3 separate regions of the Mus musculus genome follow, and all the other regions are linked to region 1. The links are chromatin contacts, called in public HiCAR-type and HiChIP or PLAC-seq maps. All regions are on one chromosome and are shown on one strand. Each heading gives the region's core, a stretch centred on a gene start, on an enhancer-like site or on the middle of the called end of the contact. The rest is flanking DNA. Distances are from core to core; before and after follow the strand shown.

Region 1 (4,238 bases), core at 1,294-3,793:
TGAGTCTTTGGCCAGCCTGAGCTAAACAGAGAGAACCTAATTCCAAAAAGTTAACAGGACACAGGAATACCTGAGGAACACACACAAGGCCCCGGGTTCCACCGAGCACTGAAAATAATAAAAGCAGCAGCAACAAGCCACAAAAAGCTGAATACTGAACTGCAGGATGGTGCAGAGGCAGAGGCAGAGGCACGGCTCTAGCTACCAAGCCTGGCAACCTGAGGCCAATCCCAGGATCATGGGGGAAGAACTGACTCAGACATGGTACCCTCCAGCCACACACATGCCAGGGCACATCCTAGATGGTGTGCGCTCATTCAAGCACATGCACACCCTAACTAGAAATGAATGTAAAAACAAAAAGTGAACGCTAGCTTCTTTTATGGATAAAACGCTATAGGTTGGCCAGTTGGCTCCTACCTGTAATCCAAGCACTTGGGAGGCTGAGGTAGGAGGACGTTAAGTTCCAGGCCAGCCTGGGCCACACCGTGACCTTTTAGGTAGCCTACGTACAGAAGAAGACCTTGTCTCAAAACAAAAACAAAGCATAGCTATTACTGAATCAAAAATGAACATAACTCAGAATGATAAACGCCATGTTTCCCCTTGCACACAGAACCTAGATTTAAAACTCCATGACCTGGCCTGAGTGGGGCAGATGGAACCCATTACCTTAGATGTTAACGTCCCCGGGTCCCCACACAGCTTCCCTGGGTTCTCCCGACCTTGTCAAGAAGGTTTTCATGAACAGGACCCCTTGACTCACATCGTGCATACTAAAGTGCCTGGCTGCTGGCAAAGCTGCCAGCTTGTTCTGCAAAGCCACTGGCTGTCCTGCTGGACCAGGCACTGGCTTGTTTTCAGTACCTGCTGAACCAGGCTTCCCATTTTAAGTGTTTTTCTGCCTCCTTGGTGAAAACCCCACTCAGCAAAGCAATCCCTAACTTGCCCTTATTTTCATGTCCCAGCAGGTCCCAGCCCAAGTTCTGCTGGAGTAAAGCCATCTTGCCAAGACATGTTTCCTTCCTCCTGGCTAAAAGAGATCCTCTTGTTCTCTCTGTTTTGAGACAAGGTCTCATTGTGTAGGCCTGGCTGTCCTGGAGCTCACTATGTAGACCAGGCTGGCCTGCAACTCAGAGAAATTAACGTTGTGGGTTATCATGCTTGCTATCATATTCTTTGGGGAAGGGGGACAAAAAAAAAAAAAGCTGAATGATACAGCTCAATAAAACCAAACAAAAATGAACAACAGGTCACCTTTCTTAATCATCTCAAGCTTGTTTCAAAGCCATTCAAAGTAATTCTTTATACTAAAGACTGCCCCTTCTAGTCTCCAGTGGTAAAGCATACCTTTATTTCCAGCACTCAGGAGGCAGAGGCAAGCAGATCTAAGTTTGAGGCCAATATGGTATACATGGTAAGACTGTGGTGATGAACCACACCCAGCACTGACTCGGGGAGGCAGGGACAGGTGGATTTCTGAGTTCAAGGCCAGCCTGGTCTACAGAGTGAGTTCCAGGACAGCCAGGGATACACAGAGAAACCCTGTCTCGATCCCCCCTCCCCTCCAAACTTGTGATCAAGACTGTTTCCAAAATGAGAGAGAGAGAAAGAGAGAGAGAGTGTGTGTGTGTGCTTTGCTTTAAATTATGTCATCAATGCAGATCTCACGGGTGCAAGACTCAGAGAACCACCAGCACACAACTTCATAAGAGCACTCCTCACCTTTTCTCTTGAATCCTGTGTCCACGAAGAAGAGCTTTTCGTTTGGGGCCTCTGCCAACAAGCCACTGAAGGATAAAAATGCAGACTATTTGCCAAAGTAATGCTGGAAAGATAACAGACCCTTAGGGGTCTAACTTTTTGGGCCCATCCCAACTCTTCCTCAAACCATGGGCTACACCTGGAGCTTTCACACAGAATTTAAAATGTACCACGATGGGGTGAACGTACTTTATTCTCTTTCACTTGAAATTCAAACTCTGTAGCAAAAGGTTTTAATGCCAGCACTCCGGCGGCAGAGGAAACTTGAGTTCGGAGCCAGGCTTGTCTACATACCGAGTGCCAGGTCGTCCTACATAGTGAGGCCCTGTTTCAAATTTTAAAAAAAACTAGGGGAAAACTTAAACTTTGTTGGGATTTTCGCACGCTTATTTGTTAAAGATACTATTGATAGGTCTCCCACACCGAGCCGGGATGCCCGGTCCGTCTAGCACCAGGTCGCAAAGCGCACGGCCACGCCACCGGAAGTCCCGCCCCACGTACCCGGTCGTGCGCTCCTGTAGCCGGACGTCTTCCAGGAACTGGTCGACCTCTAACCCCAGCGGCTCCTCGGCGAGCCTCCTCCAGCCGCGCTTCTTGTTTCTGGGGCCCCGCCGCCGCCGCCTCAGAGCGGGATCCACCGAGGTCGGCCGCAGCCCCAGGAAGCCAGAGTCCGCCTGGCTTCTCGAGCCGCGCTTCTCACCGTCCCTGTTACCACCCGCAGCCATCTTCTTAAAGGAAGAGCTTAGTCGCTCTAACTCCGATATCCGGTTTGGAACGTGCGCGTCTCGAGTGACGTAATATGACGCACTTCCTGTTTGCGACCATCTTGATAAAGCGTAGTTTTTACATAGAGAGTTTTACGTCTTGGCAAAAGGATAAATCATCACGTTCAGTCTCTTCTTATTTTAAAAATGTTCGAGCCGGGCGTGGTGACGCACGCCTTTAATCCCAGCACTCGGGAGGCAGAGGCAGGTGGATTTCTGAGTTCGAGGCCAGCCTGGTCTACAGACTGAGTTCCAGGACAGCCAGGGCTACACAGAGAAACCCTGTCTTGAAAAAACAAAACAACAACAACAAAAGGCAGGGTTTCTTTGTGTAGCCTAGCTGTCTGTTAACTCACTCTGTAGACCAGGCTGACCTCGAATTCAGAGATTCGACCTGCAATTTCGGGTTGGTAGGGAGTAGGCTATGTGGATTCTTGGTTCTCACTCTGAGTAATTTACCTTACCCGGTATCATAAAATTTTACTCAAACCATTTTGTTAGTTATACAAGTTTTTTGTTTGCTTGCTTGCTTGCTTGCTTTCTTGGTTTGGTTTTTCGGGAGAGGGTTTCTCTGTATAACCCTGGCTGTCCTGGAACTCACTCTGTAGACCAGTTTCATACGTGCCTTGCCATTTTTGCTTCCCTTTGCCTTCTCACTCCTACTGAACTACCCTTCTTTCCCCCAAATGCCCTCCTCCCTTGTGTCTTTGTAGTTTTGTGACGTACTGGATTTACTAGGATTTTTTGTACCAGCAATGAGTGAAGAGTTAGTTACTAGATCAGAGGCAACTGACCAGTGTGTATGCCATTGAAGGACACCCCTCCTTCCCAAATAGTAACTGCCAAGGGACGGAGTCCAGTCAAATTTTCTTTAACTCTTTTTATTAAAGAAGATGCTGGGTGTGGGGCTGCCAAGATACCTCAGTAGAGAAAGGCTGTTGCTGCCAAGCCTCAGATTAATCCTCATAACCCATATGTTGGAAAAAGCCAATACCTGCAAGCTGTTTGTTCTTGACCTTCACAAGGTATGCTGTGGTGGCATATATGCTTACACGCCGTTATGAAATATAATGTGGCAAGGGAGTATTTTTGGAGGGCCTGGCCAAGGTGTACCCCTGAGAAGTTACACCATAAAACAGACCTAGTGTAAAGGTTTATTGGGGGGAACGCAAGAGTACTGTGGGACTTGGTGAAGGGACAGAGGCAGACAAGTGGACAGATAGACAGGCAGACAGATGGGGGGCAGAATCATGAGGGCAGAGAGAGGGGACAGAGAAGGAGAGGGAACATTGGTGGTGGAGATCAGAGAGAGAGAGCTGGGGTGGCAGGTGGGTCCTTACATCTACTGGTACATCTGGCTGCCGTAGGTCATGATGTAAGCACTGGCTGGGTCCCTGAAAGCAGGCCAATGGAATTGCCTGTATAAAACACACACACACACACACACACACACACTCTAAAAGAAAAAAAAATAGCTGGGTAGTGCTGTTCATTTTTAACCTTACCTACCTACTCAAGAGGCACTGAGGCAGGAGGATGGCAAGTTCATAGGCCACCCTGGACAGCAGAATGAGTTTAGGGTAGAGAGACTGTCTCAAAATGAAAAACAAGGGTTGGGGAATGGCTCAGTGGGTAAGAGAGCTTTCTGGGCAAACAATAAAGACCTGAATTTAAGTTCCCAAAACTTAACAAAAAAAAGGCTGAGTAATT
Region 2 (4,238 bases), core at 1,059-3,558, 1.1 Mb after region 1:
GCCTTAAGTCCTTTCCTCCTGTCCCAGCACCGCTGCGGATCTCCCTAGCTGGCCCAGCTCTGGGCCAACCCCTTGGCAGTGTGCCCAGCCTGGGACGTGCGCCTGGAACCTTGCCACCTTCACTCCGTGTTCTAACTGAGAACAGAGGGTGGGGCCTAGGGGCCCAGGGTGAGGCCTGGGAAGGGGGACTTGGGGCCCAGTGGTGTCTTAGCCAAGAGAGAAAAGACCCCATCTCTTTCTCACCCCGAACAGCTCAGGGAATTAAGACATTAAGAATTTTCACATTCTGAGCTTCTCTCTGACTCTTAGCTGGGTACTGGGGGGTGGAGGGGCTTGCCAAAACTGTAGAGGGTTTGAGGTGCACTGGGGGCTTAGCTTTACATCTGACCCCTTTGATATTGCTTGGAGGTGACCTGAGAGGCCAGGGGACAAGGTTTGGGTTGGAGAAAGGACTTAAGGTAGGGGTCAGTGGGGAGTCTCTCTGACCTTGATCCAACTTGTTCTCATGTCATTCGGTGGGGTGTCTAGCCATCTGTCCTGTTTTTCCCGGAAACCCTGCTCTCAGGTGGGTATTCAGGGCAGTGTGCTCATTCTTGATCTCCTATGAATACTCCCCACAAAGAGTAAGATGGCTTGGAGACGGAAGCTAGAAGAAAGAAAGGGGCACACGGCGCCAGAGGTAACCACTCACCCTCACCCAAGCCCCCTCTGATGCCAACTGTCATCCTGGGGGTGCAGGAGGGGCCCGGAGCTCAGCTGTGAGGCGGGTGCAAGTTGGATGTGCGGCCGCGTGGGATGACACCACAGGAAAGGGCTGGCCTTGGGTGCTAACGGGAGGAGGAGTGGGGGGGGGGGAGCGATGACACCCTAGTTAAGTTAGGAGAGGGCCCTCACACAACCATAAAGGGGCGCTGTCACGAGCGGCACCAGGGATGGCCTAGAAGGGGTGGGGACTGAGTTCCCGGGTGGGCTCAGGGCCAGAAGTTGGAATAGATGGGCCAGACAGGGCCAGAAAAAGGGCGAGCCTGGGTGGGTTGAGGTAGGGGGTAAAAACTGGGTGTAGAGAAAAACCAATCAGATCTCGGAAGCCAGGGAGGAGGGACAGGGGTGAGGCTTGAGGGATGCCCCAATTTAGACAGGGAATACCAAGAGTCTAGGAAATTTTTCTGGGGTCTCCCGTGGCAACCTGGCGAAATGGGCTCCACTGGCTATGGTCCCAAAGCCTCTGCACCTGTTGCAAGGTGAACACAGAACCCGCTTCTTCCTAGGATAACCCCAGCTGTGTCCAGCCACAGGAGGGCGCTGCCTTCCCTTGATTAGCCAGGGCATCTTTCGGAAGGATGTCTCTCAAATAGGGTTTGGGTGGGGCCCTCCTCCCTCAATTACAGACTGGGTCCAGGCAGATGAAATTGACACAGAACCAGATCGCAGGAAGTGGCTCAGATTTGTTCTGTTGGTACTGAAAAGGAGCGACCCTACTTATTTAATGCTGTTTTTTGAGACAAGAAAATGTAGACCAAAGCTGGTCTGGAACTTGCCATGTAGGCCAGGCTGGCTTTGAAAGCATCAATCTCCTATAGCTTTCCAAGTGCTGGGTTTACAGGCATGAATCTCCTTCCCCAGCTATCATTCCACTCTTTGAAAGGCAAAAAGACCTTGGTTAGGTCCCACACAGCCTCTAATGAGGACCTCCCTATCCCCATGTCATTTTAGAGCATTTTGAAGCTTGGGAGACTGTTAGAAAGGGCATGGTAAAATTAACCTCTCTCCTGGAATTCAGAAATAGTGTCTTTCAGGGACTCCCTAGAAACTCCAGTTTGGGGATCCCTTATTAACACCACAAGAGCTAGACTGCCAAGGAAGACTCCTTTCAGGGATTTGGAGGAAAAGACTTTTTTGGAAGAAGTCTTCCTTGCTCAAACGCGACCACCTCCAATCCATAAGGAACTTGGAGTTTCACCCCCAGCCAGATGGAGGATTGAACCCGATGTATCTGGAAATTGCAGCTCATAACCCCAAAGCAGTTCCAGGGGAGGGGGGCGGGACAGCTGGAGCTCTGGGGGTAAATCCCTGATACCCTGAAAACCTCTAAGGTGGAGGGTGCATCGGGATGTGTCCCCAATCGGGCGCCTCACAGTGTCCTCAACTTGAGCCACACCCCAGAGATGAGGGGTTCCCTTAAAGCTCCGTCAAAGAGAGCCCCCAGACCCCACCATCCTATCCCCGAAGCCCTGTACCTCACGCGCTGCAGCCCCAACGCCATGGCTCGCCCTTCGCGGTTCCAGAGCCCTCGATGCCCAGCGTCCCCCTCCCCTGCCTGTGTGAGCCCCCTCCCCAGCTCCACCTCTGCCACTCCATTGGCTGGTCTTTGCCCAGCCCGCGGCTCTGATTGGAAGGTGGGCTTGTTGCTCCCGAGAAGGAGGAGGGACTAAAGGAGAAGACTTGGAACTTCAAGGGGTTGGGGAATCCGATGTAATGCACACCCCCAGCCACGCCCCTGCCCCAGACTTCCTTGGCAGTCCGGAGCCCGCCGGGCGTGATTTCCCTCCAGTCTCTGAACTTCCATATGTACACTTCTGAACCATCTGATTCACTGTTCTCTGTGTCCCAGTTCCTGTCGCAGTCTCTGCCTTCACTCCCACCTTTCCCAACCCCCTCTCCTTTCTCCCGCTCTGTCCTTTTCTTGACGTACCAAGTCCCCACTTCTCTCCACCCCGAACTCTACTTCACCTGTATTTCATAACCCCTTTCTTTGCCATACCCCATGTCCCTCCACTGTGTGGCCCCACTGTGGACCCCGCCTCCCAGAATCTTCCTTGTCCACCCGTCTCCACCCCATCCTGACCCGTGGCCTCTCTTAACTCCCTGTGCAGGTTCCTGCGGATGAATAATTAAGCTTCTGTCAAGTAAATATGCTTTAGCTTCATCACACCCACTTGTAAAGGGAACAGAGAACCGATGAGAGATACGTGCGCAGTGACATGGACAGGTGGAAGACGGTACAGCTGGGTAAGGAAGAGGAAGGAAGTTCCTGTGTAGGCTGGAGAGGGCGTGGACACTAAGGACAGGGGTGAAGGAGCAGTGTTCCTTCCGTATGCAGGTTTGGGTACACTCTACACTGCGGCAGAAATGGATTTATTGTTTTTGAGTTATTGGGCAAGCTCCATCTTAGGACTTTCACACATAACTGCGCACTCTCTTTAGAGTGCTCTTCTCGGCTAGACGGTTGGCTCCAGGTTTAAGGCCCTTGCTGCCAACCCTGAAGACCAGTGTTCAATCCCCAGGCCCTCCCCCCTCCCCCCACATCGTGGAAGGCAAGGTCTTTGATTTATCTGCGCGCACGCGCGCACACACACACACACACACACACACACACACACATACACACACCACACGTAAAATGTAATAAAAAACTTAAAAAAATTCTCCTCTAAAAATCCACATGGCTCCCCACCTCAACTCAGGAAAATAGTAAGCTGTCTCCTCCCATTGCCTTCTCTTCTCCATCTTCCTTCTCCTCTTCTTTCTCCTTCCTCTTTCTTCCTCCTCTTCTCCATTTTATTTTCAGATGGGGTCTCATGTAACCCCGTCAAGACTGGCCAGCAAGAGCTGGCCTTGAACTTCTATCCTCCTGCCTTCACCTTCCAAGTGGATTACAGGTGTGTACCATTATGCCCAGCTCCCATGCCATTTAGTTTCAGTTGATTTTATTTGAATAAATCTGACTATATCCATGCTATCAGCAACTCCAGGGAAGAAGGCAAAATCCAGACAGAGCCAATCACTGTAGGACTTCCTTGGCCACAGTGATTACCAGTTTTGGGAAGATATATGAACCAAACTAGTATAGTGAAGATTAACTCTGAGGACTTTGCTGTAACTGTCAGGAGAGAGGGTTTATTTATTTCTTATTGTTTTATTGTGTTTATAGCACAGAGGATTGAATTTGGGACAAACTCAACCAGAACCATACATATCCCCAGCTCTTCACTGTGATATTGAGATTCTAGGCAGGGGCTCTACCACTGAGCCACGCCCCCAGCCCCTCACTGGGGGATTCTAGGCAGGGGCTCTACCACTGAGCCACGCCCCCAGCCCCTCACTGGGGGATTCTAGACAGGGGCTCTACCACTGAGCCACACCCCCAGCCCCTCACTGGGGGATTCTAGGCAGGGGCTCTACCACTGAGCCACGCCCCCAGCCCCTCACTGGGGGATTCTAGACAGGGGCTCTACCAC
Region 3 (4,238 bases), core at 1,095-3,594, 1.0 Mb after region 1:
CTGAACTTGGTCCTCGTCAAAGAGCAGGAAGCGCTTGAACTCTCCAGGATCATCTCCAGCCCCATGATTTAGGGTTCTTTATAACCCCCACCCAATGCTTGCTAGACAAATGCTCCCCCACAGAGCTAAATCCCCAACCTCAAGACTTAGAATTCACACGCCACCACTTTTAAAAGCCCTTGCGGGGTGTGGTAGGGGTGTCTTGGCTTCTCTTCAAAGCACCTCTGCTTTGGGGAAGAGGCCTAAGGAAGGCTGGAGGGGCCAGAGGAGGGGCTGCCTCTGTGCCTGCTGTGTGGAAGTTCCCAGCTTCTCCCCTAAGCTCAGCCAGGGCCCCTTGTTGCCTTGGAGACCACTAGTCACGTTCAAGGCCTTGGGCTGAGCAGCTAGAATTCCATGTCGTGAAGAGGAGGAAAGTTCACCTAAGCAGAGCCAGCAAAAGCGTCCTCCCTCCTACCCCCAATGGGGACGTTGAAGCCAGGACAGGACCCAAACAAAGCACCCCACCCCGACTCCAAACCTGAACCTGAAAAATCCTCTCCTGCACCTTCTTTTTCTCCGTCCCCTTTCCCTTTTCCTCATTGCTCATGATCTGCCTCCAAGGTTTTTCTGGGTTAAATAAAATCACAAATGTTTATCTTACTTTAATTTTTTTTTTTTATGATTGTGTGTGTGCGCTCACGCACGCGCGCTCTCGCTTGCGTAACCTTTGCAGGCATGCTTCTTGTGAAGGTTAGAAGGTATCAGATCCCCATCAACTGGAGTTCTGGGTGACTGTAAGCCACTACGTGGGTGCTGGGAACCGAATCCTCTATAAGAGCAGCAAGCGCTCTTAATCACAGAGACACCTCTCCAGCCCCTGGGTCTCTTGTAGCTCAGGCTGGTGTGAGCTCTCTGAAGTTGCGAGTGACCTTACCCTCCTCATCCCCCTGCCTTCAATTACTGCGATCACAAGTGTGCATCCCATGCCTGATATATGTTCTTATATTGATATTAAAGTCACTTCCTTACCTGGCCGTTGTTGTTGTTGCTTAAGCCTGATAATAGTGGCCTACGTAAAGCCTAGTAGACAGAGGCTGAGGCAGGAGGATCCCTGAAAGTTTGAGGCCACGTGGGATACATAAACTAAGAACTGAGGGTACAACATCTCTGTGATCTTAAAGGTTTTTTTATTTTTAAGAAAATTTTTTATTTAAAAAATATATTTATTTTATGTGCTTTGGTGTTTTGATGTATATCAGTGGGGGGGGGGTGTTAAATCCCCTAGAGGTGGGGTTACAGACATTTATGAGCATTATGTGGGTGCTGGGAATTGAACCCAGGTCCTCTGAAAGAGCAGCCTGTGCTTTTAACCATGGAGCCATTTCTCCAACTCCAAGAAAATATTTTACTTTAAAAACGTGTTTATCGGGCTGGGCATGGTGGCGCACGCCTTTAATCCCAGCACTTGGGAGGCAGAGGCAGGTGGATCTCTGAGTTCGAGGCCAGCCTGGTCTACAAAGTGAGTTCTAGGACAGCCAAGGCTACACAGAGAAACCCTGTCTCGAAAAACAAACAAACAAACAAACAAACAAACAAAACCCGTGTTTATCGTGTGTGAATTAATATATGTACAATCTGTGTATAGGGGTGCACATGTGGAGATTGAACAATAACTTTGTAGAATTGGTTTTATGTGGGTTCTGGGATTGAATTCAGGCTTTGGGGAAATGTTTTTACCCATTGGGTTATCTTGTGTGCCCCTTTTTGTGTGCATGAATGTCTTCTCTCTCTCTCTCTCTGTGTGTGTGTGTGTGTGTGTGTGTGTGTGTGTGTGTGTGTGTGTGTGTGTACCACGTATATGCAGTGCTCACAGAGATCAGAAGAGGGTATTGGATCCCCTGGAACTGGAAATAAACAGGGTTTTGAGCCATCGTATTGGTTCTGGGAGTCAAACCCAGGTCTTACATAAAGGTAGCCCATGCTCCTAACCATTGAGCCACCTCTAGTCCCATCCCCTTAATTTTAAACGCACGTTCATAATTGCAATAGCCTTCAAAGGATTTGAGCCATCAGCACTCGCACCTTTTGGGCTTGCACGTCTAGGATGGCAGGTTGGGGGACCCGTTGCCTTTTGGGAAGGATGATGACGTGGGTTTTGGCTGCAGCTAAGGGAAGCCCTGGCCCCATTGAGGCTCTGGGGGGCAGCCACACCTCTGTGGGGGAGGAGAGGGAGGCTGCCCTGAAGGGGAGTGGACAGCCCCGCTGCCAGTCTTCCCAGGCTTAGAGTGTAAGATGAGAAGGAGAAGGTGGGCCTCACCCAGGAGGGGAGGGCGCCCAGAAACTTCCTGCGGCTCTCAGCTCCACCACAGACTGAGCGCAAGGTCAGTTTGGAGCGGGTGGCAGACTGCCTGGGGGCGGGAGACCCTCCTCGGGGCTGGGCGGAGGCCTTTAAGCACCTCGCCATATTGAAAGGCCACGCTGAGCCGTCTTTGTCTGCAGAGTCCTCCCAAGAACTTTCAGCTATATCCTGGTGTCTGGGGCAAGGGAGAAGCGATCGGAGCTCGTGGGACCCCAACTTGGAGCCGGGACACTGGCGATTCCAGTTTGGACTGAACTTTGAGCCTCGGGAATGAGCGTGCTTCAGTTCATGTAAGCATCCTGGAAAACTGCTTGCTACAACTCCGAGGGGGTTGGGGAAGCCAACTTGGACTTGTTTCCTGAAGAGAAAATTGTAGGGAGGAGACACTCTGTGCGAGCAGAGTTGCTAGGACTGTCCACCGCCCCCTCCCCAAGACTAGCAGCCAAGTGTCTGGGCTTTTTGCCCCCACTCGAGCGTCCACGCTGGAGATCTTAAAGACTCTCGAAAAAAGCCACGTAGGGGGATGGTTCCCCTGGGGCTTCCTTCCGTCTCCCGATTGCCTGATCCTCTGGAGTGTCCCCGACGTCTGCAAAGATGTCGATCTGGACGTGTTAGTGGAGGCCTTAAGGCCTGTGGGCACCTTTAAGAAAATCGGAAAGGTGTTCCGCAAAGAAGAGGACTCCACGGTGGGGATGCTGCAGATTGGGGAGGATGTTGACTATCTGCTCATCCCCCGGGAGGTCCGCCTGGCTGGGGGCGTGTGGAGAGTCATCTCCAAGCCTGCAACGAAGGAAGCTGAGTTTCGGGAGCGGCTAATCCAGTTTTTGCAGGAGGAGGGCCGCACCCTGGAAGATGTGGCCCGTATCATCGAAAAGAGCACTCCACACCCACCCCAACCCCGCAAAAGAACCAAGGAGCTGAGAGTGAGGAGAGTCCCGCAGATGGTCACTCCTCCACTTCGGCTGGTTGTAGGTACCTATGACAGCAGCAATGGCAGCGACAGTGAGTTGAGTGACTTCGATACCTCCAAAGTCAAAGGCAACAGGAGCTCCTCCGGGAGGACCAGGAAGGTGCGCAAAATGCCGGTCAGTTACTTGGGCAGCAAATTCCTGGGCAGCGATGTGGAGAGTGAGGATGATCAGGAGCTGGTGGAGGCCTTCCTCCGCCGTGGGGAGAAGCCCAGCGCGCCTCCTCCACGACGCCGAGTCAATCTTCCAGTGCCCATGTTTGAGAACAACCTGGGGCCCCAGCCATCCAAGGCCGACAGATGGAGGGAGTATGTTAGCCAGGTGTCCTGGGGGAAGCTGAAACAGAGGGTGAAGGGCTGGGCACCCAGATCAGGCTCCGAGGTGGGCCAGACCCAGCAGGCCTCCACAGCAGCTGAGAGGGCTGGAGAAATGAGACACAGCCAAGCCAGCTCGGACGATGATAGCTCCAGAAACACAGGAGACCGGAGTGACCAGATGCTGGGTACTAGACGCTGGAAGCCCAAGATCAAGTGGGTTTCCCTGAGACGATGCAGGAAGGAGCAGGTGCCACCCTTCGCTCAGGGAACAGGCATGCCAGCTGAGGAGCACCCAGAGGCTGCAGAGAACCAGGGGGCAGAGGCTGCAGCTAACCAGAGGGCAGAGCCTCTAGCTAGTCCAAGGGCAGAGGCTGCAGCTAGTCCAAGGGCAGAGACTGCAGCTGATCCAAGAGTAGAGGCTGTTGCTAGTCCAAGAGCAGAGGCTGCAGCTAGTCCAAGGGCAGAGGCTGTAGCTGATCCAAGAGCAGAGGCTGCAGCTAGTCCAAGGGCAGAGGCTGCAGCTAGTCCAAGGACTGAGGCTGCAGCTAGTCTCAGGGCAGAGGCTGTTGCTAGTCCCAGGGCAGAGGCTGCAGCTAGTCCAAGGGCAGAGGCTGC

The links. HiCAR-type assays count read pairs that join an accessible place to other places. HiChIP or PLAC-seq counts read pairs in DNA pulled down with a chosen protein or histone mark.
Region 2: a contact with region 1 is called in a HiCAR-type map of astrocytes, with 5 times the contacts expected there. The contact joins the promoter of Hif3a here to the promoter of Nop53 in region 1. A contact is called at or near these places in 8 of 39 promoter capture datasets (cranial neural crest, fetal liver, frontonasal cranial neural crest and 4 more) and 3 of 115 datasets of contacts at active chromatin or transcription factors (acute myeloid leukemia, astrocytes and neural tube).
Region 3: a contact with region 1 is called in an H3K4me3 HiChIP or PLAC-seq map of embryonic forebrain, with 2.6 times the contacts expected there. The contact joins the promoter of Ccdc8 here to the promoter of Nop53 in region 1. A contact is called at or near these places in 4 of 39 promoter capture datasets (cranial neural crest, embryonic stem cells, hippocampal neurons and 1 more) and 2 of 115 datasets of contacts at active chromatin or transcription factors (astrocytes and embryonic forebrain).

What each region holds. Positions count from the first base shown.
Region 1 is chr7:15,943,565-15,947,802 of GRCm38.p6, forward strand. It overlaps Nop53 (NOP53 ribosome biogenesis factor), which reads right to left and starts at 2,544. Exons shown (of 13, transcript NM_133831.3): 1 at 2,266-2,544; 2 at 1,726-1,790. The coding sequence starts at 2,489. It overlaps Gm24576 (a long non-coding RNA gene), which reads left to right and starts at 2,529. Exons shown (of 2, transcript XR_391165.4): 1 at 2,529-2,736; 2 at 2,897-4,226. It also overlaps a transcript of Ehd2 not described here.
Region 2 is chr7:17,060,119-17,064,356 of GRCm38.p6, forward strand. Hif3a (hypoxia inducible factor 3, alpha subunit) reads right to left here and starts at 2,309. Exons shown (of 15, transcript NM_001162950.1): 1 at 2,238-2,309. The coding sequence starts at 2,263.
Region 3 is chr7:16,991,558-16,995,795 of GRCm38.p6, forward strand. Ccdc8 (coiled-coil domain containing 8) reads left to right here and starts at 2,345. Exons shown (of 1, transcript NM_001101535.2): 1 at 2,345-4,238. The coding sequence starts at 3,031.